3 separate regions of the Mus musculus genome follow, and regions 2 and 3 are each linked to region 1. A link is a contact called in public HiChIP or PLAC-seq data. All regions are on one chromosome and are shown on one strand. Each heading gives the region's core, a stretch centred on a gene start, on an enhancer-like site or on the middle of the called end of the contact. The rest is flanking DNA. Distances are from core to core; before and after follow the strand shown. Region 1 holds the start of Tent5b (terminal nucleotidyltransferase 5B). Region 2 overlaps Gm34296. Region 3 holds the start of Gpr3 (G-protein coupled receptor 3).

What was found. HiChIP or PLAC-seq counts read pairs in DNA pulled down with a chosen protein or histone mark.
Region 2: a contact with region 1 is called in an H3K4me3 HiChIP or PLAC-seq map of bone marrow-derived macrophages, with 2.6 times the contacts expected there. The contact joins the enhancer-like site here to the promoter of Tent5b in region 1. A contact is called at or near these places in 2 of 39 promoter capture datasets (both in embryonic stem cells), 5 of 115 datasets of contacts at active chromatin or transcription factors (bone marrow-derived macrophages, embryonic stem cells, extraembryonic endoderm stem cells and 1 more) and 1 of 9 other capture datasets (pancreatic islet).
Region 3: a FOXA1 HiChIP or PLAC-seq map of pancreatic cancer cells shows a contact between it and region 1. The contact joins the promoter of Gpr3 here to the promoter of Tent5b in region 1. A contact is called at or near these places in 4 of 39 promoter capture datasets (embryonic stem cells, hematopoietic stem and progenitor cells and liver), 4 of 115 datasets of contacts at active chromatin or transcription factors (bone marrow-derived macrophages, embryonic stem cells and pancreatic cancer cells) and 2 of 9 other capture datasets (adipose tissue and macrophages).

Annotation. Positions count from the first base shown.
Region 1 is chr4:133,478,516-133,481,825 of GRCm38.p6, forward strand. It overlaps Tent5b (terminal nucleotidyltransferase 5B), which reads left to right and starts at 1,618. Exons shown (of 2, transcript NM_175307.6): 1 at 1,618-2,048. The coding sequence starts at 1,785. It overlaps Gm13257 (a long non-coding RNA gene), which reads right to left. Exons shown (of 3, transcript XR_390815.4): 3 at 2,962-3,310.
Region 2 is chr4:133,802,821-133,806,130 of GRCm38.p6, forward strand. It overlaps Gm34296, which reads right to left. Exons shown (of 4, transcript XM_030253992.1): 3 at 2,268-2,310. Among named protein-coding and RNA genes, the nearest start is that of Gm25270, 6.8 kb to the left of the region's middle. Within about 2 kb of position 1,786, at least 72 of the 459 cell types and tissues checked have an H3K27ac peak or open chromatin away from gene starts, as enhancers often do. A contact at or near this core is called in bone marrow-derived macrophages and memory CD8 T cells, where this site is marked.
Region 3 is chr4:133,211,068-133,214,377 of GRCm38.p6, forward strand. It overlaps Gpr3 (G-protein coupled receptor 3), which reads right to left and starts at 1,469. Exons shown (of 2, transcript NM_008154.3): 1 at 1,352-1,469; 2 at 1-297. The coding sequence starts at 292.

The sequences.
Region 1 (3,310 bases), core at 368-2,867:
AGCCCTATACTGCCAATTAGTGGTTGTATGATTTTGGGCACTCACGACCTCTGGAGCCTTGGTTTCTTAATCTGCATATCTAGAAAAATGATCTCACCTGCTGAGGCATATTCTCAGGAATGAGTAGTTACATATGTAACATGACTTAGTGCATAGTAGAGGTTTAAGAGAAGGTAAGTTTCCTTCTCCCCTCCCCCACGTCTCCTGGAGGCTCAGAGGGAGAATGTGTCAGGGGCTATGCTGTGGCTTTGTGGTGGCTTGTGTTGGTTTGGGGGCTTGGGGATTAGACCCAGGATCTTGCACTAGGCAAGCATTCCGAGCCACTGAGCCAAATCCATGTGCAGGAGAGTATTATGCCTGGACCTCAAACGCTTTCATCAGTAGCCTCGGGGATCTAGAGTTCAGAGACAACTCAGTCAAAGATCTCATTTTTATTTCCCTCGTTTTGTGGCACCAGAGGTTGAAGCCTGGGTCTCCGGCACACTAGGCGAGCAATTGGTCAGCGCTTTATATCTCCAGCCTGTTGATGTTGTTGTTGACAGGGTCTCACTGTATATCCCCGGCTGACCCAGAACTCAACAGGCAGACAAGGATAACTGAACGTCTTATCCTCCTGCCCACACCACTGGAATGCTGGGGTTACACATCTGGTGGAACACACGGGGCCTCCTCCAGGGGTTTTTAGAGTGGCCTGAGGCTGGGGCCGGCTTTCAGAAAGAAGAAATGTGTGTTCTGGTTTGAGGCAGGTCAAGCTGTGCCCTGACAGAAACTGGGGTATAGTAGCTGTTTCTAAGTCCTGGATTCTTCTTCCCTGTCTTTTAATCCTTAGTCTGCCTTTTAGGAAAATGGAAGGCTACAGAATTTGCTATATTATTATTACGAGAATGACAAGAAAAAAATACTGCGGCGATGAACAGGGCGATTCGATTTCGATTCTCCCTCCTGCCCATGACACATATATTTAAAATCTGAAAAGGAGGAGGGGATAAGATTCAAAAGTAGCAATAAGCCTCGGCCTCTATGATCTGTAGAGAGAAAGAGAAAAAAAATAGTAATATCCATCCCAGAAAAACCCTGGGTGGGCCCAGATGGAGCAAAGAGCTACATAGATCTTTAAACCTCCATCAGGACCATAACTGACACTCACATGCTACATGATGATGGGTAATAACGCCCTCTCTCTAAGCAGATTTCACCTCACCTAAGATGGAACAGGTACGCCAGGCATGCGGTAATTCGAAGGGCCAATCAAAGGAATAAATTAGAAAGCGGCCGGGCCGCCTTGTCAACACGGCAACATTACTCTACACAGACCTCCCTCGACTTCTGCCGCTGGAGGGCGCTGTCCCTCTAAGTCCCGGCAGGCTCGGGCCAATCGCAAGCAGCAGCTTCTTTAAAGACCAAAGGAGGGAATTCGGTCCGAGAGAGGGGGCGGGGAAGGGGCGTGCCTTTCAGCCAATCAGAAACTCCTGAGAGCCAGCGATTCCCTTGCAAAACTGTGTTGGCCCGTGATAGGGGGAGGGACAAGAGGAGGGCATCTCCTGCTGTGTGACAGCTGTGCTGACCAATGGGCGTGCGGCCCGCGGCCTATAAGTGTCAGCTGGGCCCGAGCCGCCTGGCTCTAAGATCTGTTAGTCCTCCCTGCCGTCGGGGGTGTTCCCTGGGTTTGCCTCGCCGCCGCCGGGTCCCCGCACCCCGCCTTGGCCCGTGCACAGCCACTCTCCCTGCCCTCCTCGCCTTCACCATTCCCGGGTTTCTGCCGTCCAGGCACCGGGGCCGGGTGAATGATGCCGTCGGAGAGTGGAGCTGAGAGCCTGGAGCAGCCAGCTGCGCAGGTGGGGACCGGTGCAGCCTCGGCAGTGGCCACGGCTGGGGCGGCCGGCGGCGGCCCGGACCCGGAGGCCTCCTCGGCCTCCCTGGGACGGCACCAGAGTCGGCTGAGCTGGCCACAGGTGAAGCGGCTGGACGCGCTGCTGAAAGAGCCGATCCCCATTCACGGACGAGGCAACTTCCCCACGCTGAGCGTGCAGCCCCAGCAGATCGTGCAGGTGAGGGGGACCCTGGCAGGGTCGGGGGTGGGGTGGTGCTCTGCTGCAAGGTACCTGGAGTCTATGACTGGCCGGGAAGCTAGGGAAACTAAGAAACAGGAACCCGACTACTAGTTCAGCTCTTCCTGCACCCTGCTGAGCTTGCCTGCTTGCCGTTCTGGGGACCTCTTATTCCCTTGGGAACCACTCACCAAGACCCTGGCTGGGAAATGGGGTGGAGATGGAGGAGGCACTAGATGGGACATCGCCCTGGCAGTCGCCAGTGAGGAGGGTGTGTACCTGGTTCCAGAATAGCTTTTCTTCTTCTACCTCACATCCTTGGACCTCCTGCACCCTCAGGGTTCTAGGGCACTCTGCCCTTGTGTTCCCACAACCCTTAGCTCAAGAAGCCTTGGCTAGGTGAAACAGCCCAGAAATTCCTGGGAAAGCTCCCAACCTCCCACGTGTTGCGGCCAGACCGGAGACCTCACCCCTTTGAAGATAGCATCAAATTTCCATTTTAGGGGTTCCTTCTCCCTTAAGGCTAGAATGAAGGCCGGCCCAAGGTTCAGACCCCAAAACACTATCTCCCTCCTGAGGATCAGATTCTGGCAGCTGCCCCCCTCCCCCATCAAACTACAGCTCTTTTAACCTAACCCTGCAAGACCCCAAACTTGCTCTTTCTGCATACAGCCCGAGCACTGTGGAATTCTGAAATACCAGAGGATGCCCGTTCTTATACCCCATTCTAACTGAGGCCTCGGGTGGGAGGGTGAGCTACCTACCAAAGGCTATCCAGTGAGGTGGAGGTCAGGTTCAGGGAGGGAGTCCTGGAGCTCCCCAGGAACAGATGGTATCTGATCAACAGTTCCTCTCCCCCCCCATCCCCATCCCACCCCACTCCCCAGATTCCCAAACTCAACATCTAGTCCTGAAGTCCCTGTATAATGAAACCCAGAAAAGTTAGCTAGTGCTAGTTCCTGTGTGTTCCTGTCAATCATGGTCTTTCCACACAAGCCAGGTAAAGCTGGGCTTTATCATTCCCCACCCCCTTACTACAGCCTTCCACAGAGAGGGAGGGTGGCTGTTGGGGGACGGTCAGTCTTGCCCTCCCTCCCTAGGAACGGGGAATGAGGTGGAGGGTGTGGGGATGGATTCTCGAGGGCTGACTCACTGGCTGTCCCAGTGGGGCTGGCTATGGCATTCCATGCTCCCCTGACGTTGCCTGGATTATTAGTAAATGGCTTCAGCTTGTTTTGTTTTGAGATTAGGGTCCTCCTATG
Region 2 (3,310 bases), core at 536-3,035, 320 kb after region 1:
AAGGCTCCACAGTGACAATTAGCAAGTAGCTGATTTACATGGAAAATGATAGATTTTTTTTGACACAGTTGCAATTATTCAACTTACTAGTAAAATTACTATTATGTGGACTCTGACTCAAAACAAAAGGACTGTGGAAGTTGGGTGTGGTGGCACATGCCTTTAATCAAAGAGCTAGGGAGACAGGGACAGGTGAATCTCTATAACTGGAAGGCCAGCCTGATCTACACAGAGTACAAAGTGATGTGCTGTCTCAAAAAAAAAAACAAAGATAGCCCAGCACTCGGGAGGCAGAGGCAAGCAGATTTCTGAGTTTGAGGCCAGCCTGGTCTACAGAGTGAGTTCCAGGACAGCCAGGGCTATACAGAGAAATCCTGTCTCAAAAAAACGAAGAAGAAGAAGAAGAAGAAGAAGAAGAAGAAGAAGAAGAAGGAGGAGGAGGAGGAGGAGGAGGAGGAGGAGGAGGAGGAGGAGGAGGAGGAGGAGGAGGAGGAGGAGGAGGAGGAGGAGGAGGAGGAAGAAGAAGAAGAAGAAGAAGAACAAGAAGAAGAAGAACAAGAAGAACAAGAAGAACAAGAAGAACAAGAAGAAGAAGAAGAAGAAGAAGAAGAAGAAGAAGAAGAAGAAGAAGAAGAAGAAGAAGAAGGAAGAAGAAAAAGAAGAAGAAAAAGAAGAAGAAAGGAATAAGGAATATGGGGATAGCCTGTGATGAGACTCAGTGGTAGAGTGCTTGCTTAGTGTATAGATGGCTTTCTTTCTTTTTCTTTTTCCTTTTCTTTTTCTCTTTCTTTCTTTCTTTCTTTTCTTTTTTCAAAACAGGATTTGTCCATGAAGTCCTGACTGTCCTAGAACTCACTCTGTAGACAGGGCTGACCTCAAACTCAAGGGATTGATCTGCCTCTGTCTCCTAGATGCTGGAACTAAAGGTGTGTGCCACCAACACCCAGTGTAGGACCTTTCTTTTTCTTTTTCTTTTTTTTTTTTCCAAAATGGACACTAGAGGAGGGAGGAGGGAGAGGCATAATCCTGGAGTTTAGCATGATGAAGGCCTAGTGATTGATCCCAGGCTTTGCTCATTGGTAAAGGCATTTACTGCCTAGCCTGACGACTTTAGTCCCAACAGCCCACAGGATGAAAGAGAGAACCAATTCCTAGTTGTCCCCTGACTCCCACATACACACCATGGCATGCATACACATATATACAGGTGCACACCTTTAATAACAGCACTCAGGAGTTATTAGAGGCAGGGTGATCTCTGAGTTTGAGGTCAGCCTGGATTACAGAGTGAGTTCCAGGACAGCCAGGGCTACACAGAGAAACTCTATTTCAAAAACAAAAACAAACAAACAAACAAAAAAAGAAAGAAGAGAAAAAAAAAGCAAAAAAACCTGAAAACAAAAAGAAAAGAAAAATAGAAAAATAAATAACAATTTAAGAAAAAGAGAAGGAACTAGAGTAGCCTCGTTGGGTGTGGTGGTGCATGCCTTTGACCACCATGCTCTAGAGGCAGAGGCAGGTGGTGGTTATATATGAGTTCAAATCCTACACAGTGAGTTCCAGGACAGCCAGGGCTATACAGAGAAACCCTGTCTCGAAAAAAAAAAAAAAAAATGGAGGTGGTATCTGATTAAATTCATCCCTCTGTGAAAGAAGACAAACAGTACCACACAAAAAAGCCACCAAGAGTAAGCAGGAAAGGGCTGGCAGTGGTGCAGTGGGGAGCCTATGAGAGGAAAGGGGCGTGCCAACTGCAGGGCTCAGAATCATCGAACCCATCCCTGCCTCGTCCTCATGAGGGAACTGAAAGAAACAAGAAACGTTTAGTTACAGCACTCTGGAGTTCTCTAGAAGGAACCAGCTAAAAGGAACTAAAAAAACAAAAAAACAAAAAAACTGAAAAGAGAAGTTTCAGGGCAGCTCAACTTTTGCCATCCAAATGCAAACGTTGATGGAATCAGTTGCTGTTGTGACCAATGTCTGGAGAGCTGGGGTTTGCCCCGACTCCTCCAATAGCTGCTGGTTTTTCGAGACAGGGTTTCTCTGTATAGCCCTGGCTGTCCTGAAACTCACTCTGTAGACCAGGCTGGCCTCGAACTCAGAGATCCGCCTGCCTCTGCCTCCCGAGTGCTGGGATTAAAGGTGTGCGCCACCACGCCCGGCTCTGCTGGGTGATCTTGAACACGTGAACAGTTTTCAAAAATCTCCAGTTTTGCACCTGCAAGGGAAGTGGAAGGAGAAGTATCAGGGAGTTCAGGGGCACTCACAGTTCCTCAGTGACTTCCAGACCAGGCTGGGCTGTAAGACTATCTGAAAAGGAAAAAAAAAAAAAATTCAAATCCTAAGTTGTTTCCATTTTGTTCTGTTTGGTTTTGCTTTCTGTCTTTACAAACATAGTTACAAATATTTGCACATTTTTTTTTTCTGAACTGTTTGACTAGAGGAACATCATATGCTTTTACTTCTCTCTCTACCAAGAACATTATTCCTTCACGTAACCACAGCATTGTACAACAATCTAACAGCGTTTGCTATACAGCTATTCAACCTCGTGGCTCCTCTTAGATTCCGTCAGTCGTCCTAACAACATCATTAAGCCACCATTTTTCCTGCTCCAGAACCAAATCCACGCGATCACCATCACCTTTAGTTTTTGCGATCCATTTGTCTCCTTAAGTCTTGCCCAGTTCCCCAGACTTTTCTTTTCGGTTTTCTGACCTTCATGACGTGTTTGAACAGTACCGGTCAGTTAGTTTATAAAATGGCTCTCAGTGGGGTTTATTTGACATTTCCTCGTGACTAGATAAAGCATGTGCGTTTCTGGTAGAATTACCACTGCAGCAATGCCATGACCTCATGGCCTCTTTTATTTTTAATTACATGAATGTAGATCGGTGCAGATCCTGGTACTGAAGGATGTCAGTCTTCGGATGCCTGTTGTTGTTGTTGTTGTTGTTGTTGTTGTTGTTGTTGTTTTGAGACAGGGTTTCTCTGTGTAGCCTTGGTTGCCCTGGAACTCACTATACATAGACCAGGCTGGCCTCCAACTCACTGTCTCTGCCTGCCTAAGTGCTGAGATCAAAGGCATGCAACACAACACCAAGTTATCAGCAAGTGCTCTCAACTCTGAGAAATCTCTCCAGCCCCCTTATGACTTCTTCTTCTTCTTCTTCTTTTTTTTTTTTTTAGATTTATTTATTTATTATATGTAAGTACTCTGTGGCTGACTTCAGACACTCCAGAAGAGGGCATCAGATTTTGTTACGGATGGTTGTGAGCCACCATGTGGTTGCTGGGATTTGAACTTGGG
Region 3 (3,310 bases), core at 219-2,718, 270 kb before region 1:
CAAAGTGCAGGACCAGGCCCAGGCCTGCCAGCAGGTCTGCTACGGCCAAGCTACCCACCAGCAGGAACATGGGGGCGCGGAAGGCAGGAGTGCCCACAATGATGGCCACCACCAGCGCGTTCTCGCAGGACACCAGGGTGCCTGAGATGCACAGCACCACATCCCAGGCCCTGGGAGAGGGCAGCAGTGTAGCTGGGCCTGTGGGTTCCTCTACTGGGTCCACGCTGCTCACGTTCACACTGCCTGAGCCAGCTGAGAACCAGGCCATAGAGCTTCCTGCTCCCCACATCATGGTACCTGTAGAAGAAAGGTCCTATGAGATGCTGGCAGGCCCGTATCCTGACAGGAGGCCCTTCGAGAAAAGAAAGCTGTCAGGATAACAGGTAGGGTACGGATGTCCTGCACACCCCACACCCCCAATTCATGTCCTGTGGTTTTTGTCCTCTGATGCCTCCAGGCCTCTAAACAGGGGTCCCTTTTTCTCGGTGATCCCTTTTCTGTGTCCCTTCACCCTCCCCTCCATTCCTCTAAGTCCTGAAGACCTCTTGGCCACACGTGGTCAAAGAAGTGAATCAAAGCTTACCATAAGTGAATAGGGGAAGCACAGGATTCAAGGTGTGCCCTCAATAGGCTCATGAATAGGGGAGGGAAACACGTCAAGAAGAAGAGCAGTCAGCTCCCTCCCACCAGACACGATGACTTGGTTCCTGAAGCTCCCAGACCCCTCACGATTCATGGGCACTGCCAGCCTCAAGCTCCGCCCCCAGGCAAAGCCGGTGCAGCTTCTTGCCAGCCCCCACTCGACATTCCCAGGGTAACACCTGGGAACTCATTTCCCCTACACTCTCCCAGACTTCTGACTCCGGACAGACACCCCACACACACTGCCCCCTTCTTCCTCCTAACCACTGGGTCTCCGTAGCAGACACCCCCTGGTGAAAGCCGGATTCCTGAGTCAGACCCCTCCTTCTGCCCGGACACCTGGATCTTGGGCCTGACTCCGCCTCCTGCCTTGGATAGCCGAAGCCCCAAATAAGACACCACCCGCTACTCGGACGTCTAGGTGCCCGCCCCAGACGCCTCCTGTTCTCCCAACCTCAGATGACCGCCCGTCCCTCTAGGGCCTCAGGTCCCGCAGGAATGCTCACCCTTTGCCGGGTCACCCCATCATACCACTCGAGAGCACCCGAACACTTGGGGAGCTGCCTGCTTATGCAGACTCTGCACATCCAGAGTCCCAGGTACGACCCCCCGACCCTGAGCAGGGGCAAGCAGCCTTCCGCCGGCCCGGCGCCCCTGCACGCTGTGTCCTCCCAGACTCCGGGTACCCGCGGCAGGGCCCACTACTCACCGGTGGCTCAGGACCGGGTGCGGCCGGGCCGCGGGGCGCCTCCACTCAGGTTCTGGCAGAGCAAGGTGTGCGCGGACCCCAAGAAGCCCCCGCGGCCGCGGGAGACGCGGCGTGAGTCACCCCGCCCCGCCCCGCCCCCGGCCACCGGTTTGGTGACGCCAGAAGCCCAGCAGGCCAATGGGCGCTGCGCGCTGGAGCGCAGCGCGTGCTGCGCGGCATAGTAATGAGGCCTCGCGCCGCCCGCTCCCCCATTCATAAAAAGTGACCGTGGCCGCGGCCCCGCCCCCTCCGGAGCCGGCTCTCTGTCCTTGACGCGGCGCCCTCTGCGGGTCGGGGGTTTTGGGGACACTAGTGGGAGAGCCTTAAAAGAGACTCGGGGAGGTCACAGAGGATGTGGGAAGAGGTCAAGGGATTGGGATAGTCTGCGGGGGTGATGAGTACCTTCGGTGGCAGAAACGAGCTGACATAAGACAGGTGATGGAGCGAAATGGGCGTCCCCGGTGAGGATGACAGGCTCTGCCTCTGATAGGGCCCCGAGGCGACGGTGACAGGAGCACGAGGGAGCAGGGAGGTGGGTGGCTGTGACGATATGAGCACGGTGACAGGATCTTGGAGGATGGCGGCTGTGGGACGTTGACGGTAGCGGGGTGTAGGCCTCCTCAGGACAGCCACAGCATTGTCAGGATGACTGCAGCATGATGGAGCTCGGGGACCCTAGGGTAACAGAAGTGGTGACAAGGCTTTGGAGATGAGTGTGCAGGTGAAGGAACTTCAGGTCACTGTGACCCTGTTAAGTGCTATAAAGGACTGAGGTGACGAAGCTAAATGAGAGCTGTGGGGTCCTGAAGTAAAGACCAAATGACTTGTGTGTGGGCCCCAGAGTGAGGGAACAGGGTAGGAAGTCTGACTGGACAGCGACCCAGCAGGTAAGTTGCTGTCAGGACAGGTCCCGTGATGTTGGGGTTGGAATAAGGAGCTGGGTGACGTCACTCATGTGGACCCAATAGCGTCCTCTCTGCATGGGAGGGTGCGCCTGGCAAGATTTCAAAACCTCAATTATTTATTCAAGGATCTGAAAAGCCAGAGCGAGGGCTGGGGGGGGGCGGGGGTGGTCACTTCCCCGAAGCAGCAGGAGATAGGGAGCCGGGAAGAACTTGGAAGCAGAAGGACTCGGCAGCTCCGTGCTCAGAGCAGCCTTCCTGAGCACCGGCTTAGGTACCCCAGGGGGTGGGGCAGAAAGAAAACTTGCTCTTTACTAGACCTGCCTGCGCCATCCCTAGGGAAATGCCCCATCAGATCTAACCCTAGGCACCAGTACTGTCCTTTCTCCCTTTGATCGTCTCTGGAATGTTCAAGACTTTAGGAGGGTGATGGGAGTCAGGGGTCGGATGTCGGTCTGAGGCTGAGGAAAGGAAGGAGGCCAGGAGTCAGGGAATGCGTCATAGCCTCACAGAGATGACAGAGCATGGGCTGGAGACTGGCAGGGTTTGGGCGGGATATGGGGAGTTCAGCTGGTGGAGGAGGTCAGGCCTCCAAGCCTAATCCACGCTTCCGAACCCTGTGACTTTGAGGCCCTGTTAGGCTCTCTGAAGCTGTTTTTTCATGTCTAAACGGCTGGGGACTGCTGGGGGCAGTTGGCCCGTTAGCAGCACGGGGCTGTATATTGGCTGTCAGTGGTGTATCTGGCCAGTAGAGGATGTCAGGGAAACACAGGAGGGCACAAAGAAAATGAAGAGTGGTCACAGGAGGCTCTGCCTTTGTGGGACCAGGCTAGATGGGGCTCTCCTGCTGCAGGCTCCTATGGGCAAGCTCCCTTCAGAACTCTCCTTTTAGCCATTTCATCCATAAATGGGCTTCCTGACCGGTCACAAATGACCGACTAACCTTCCCCTGGCCTTCCCTCCTTGCTTTGTTATCTTCTCAGGTGTGCAGAACTCCTGCAACAAAATACTCTCCCTA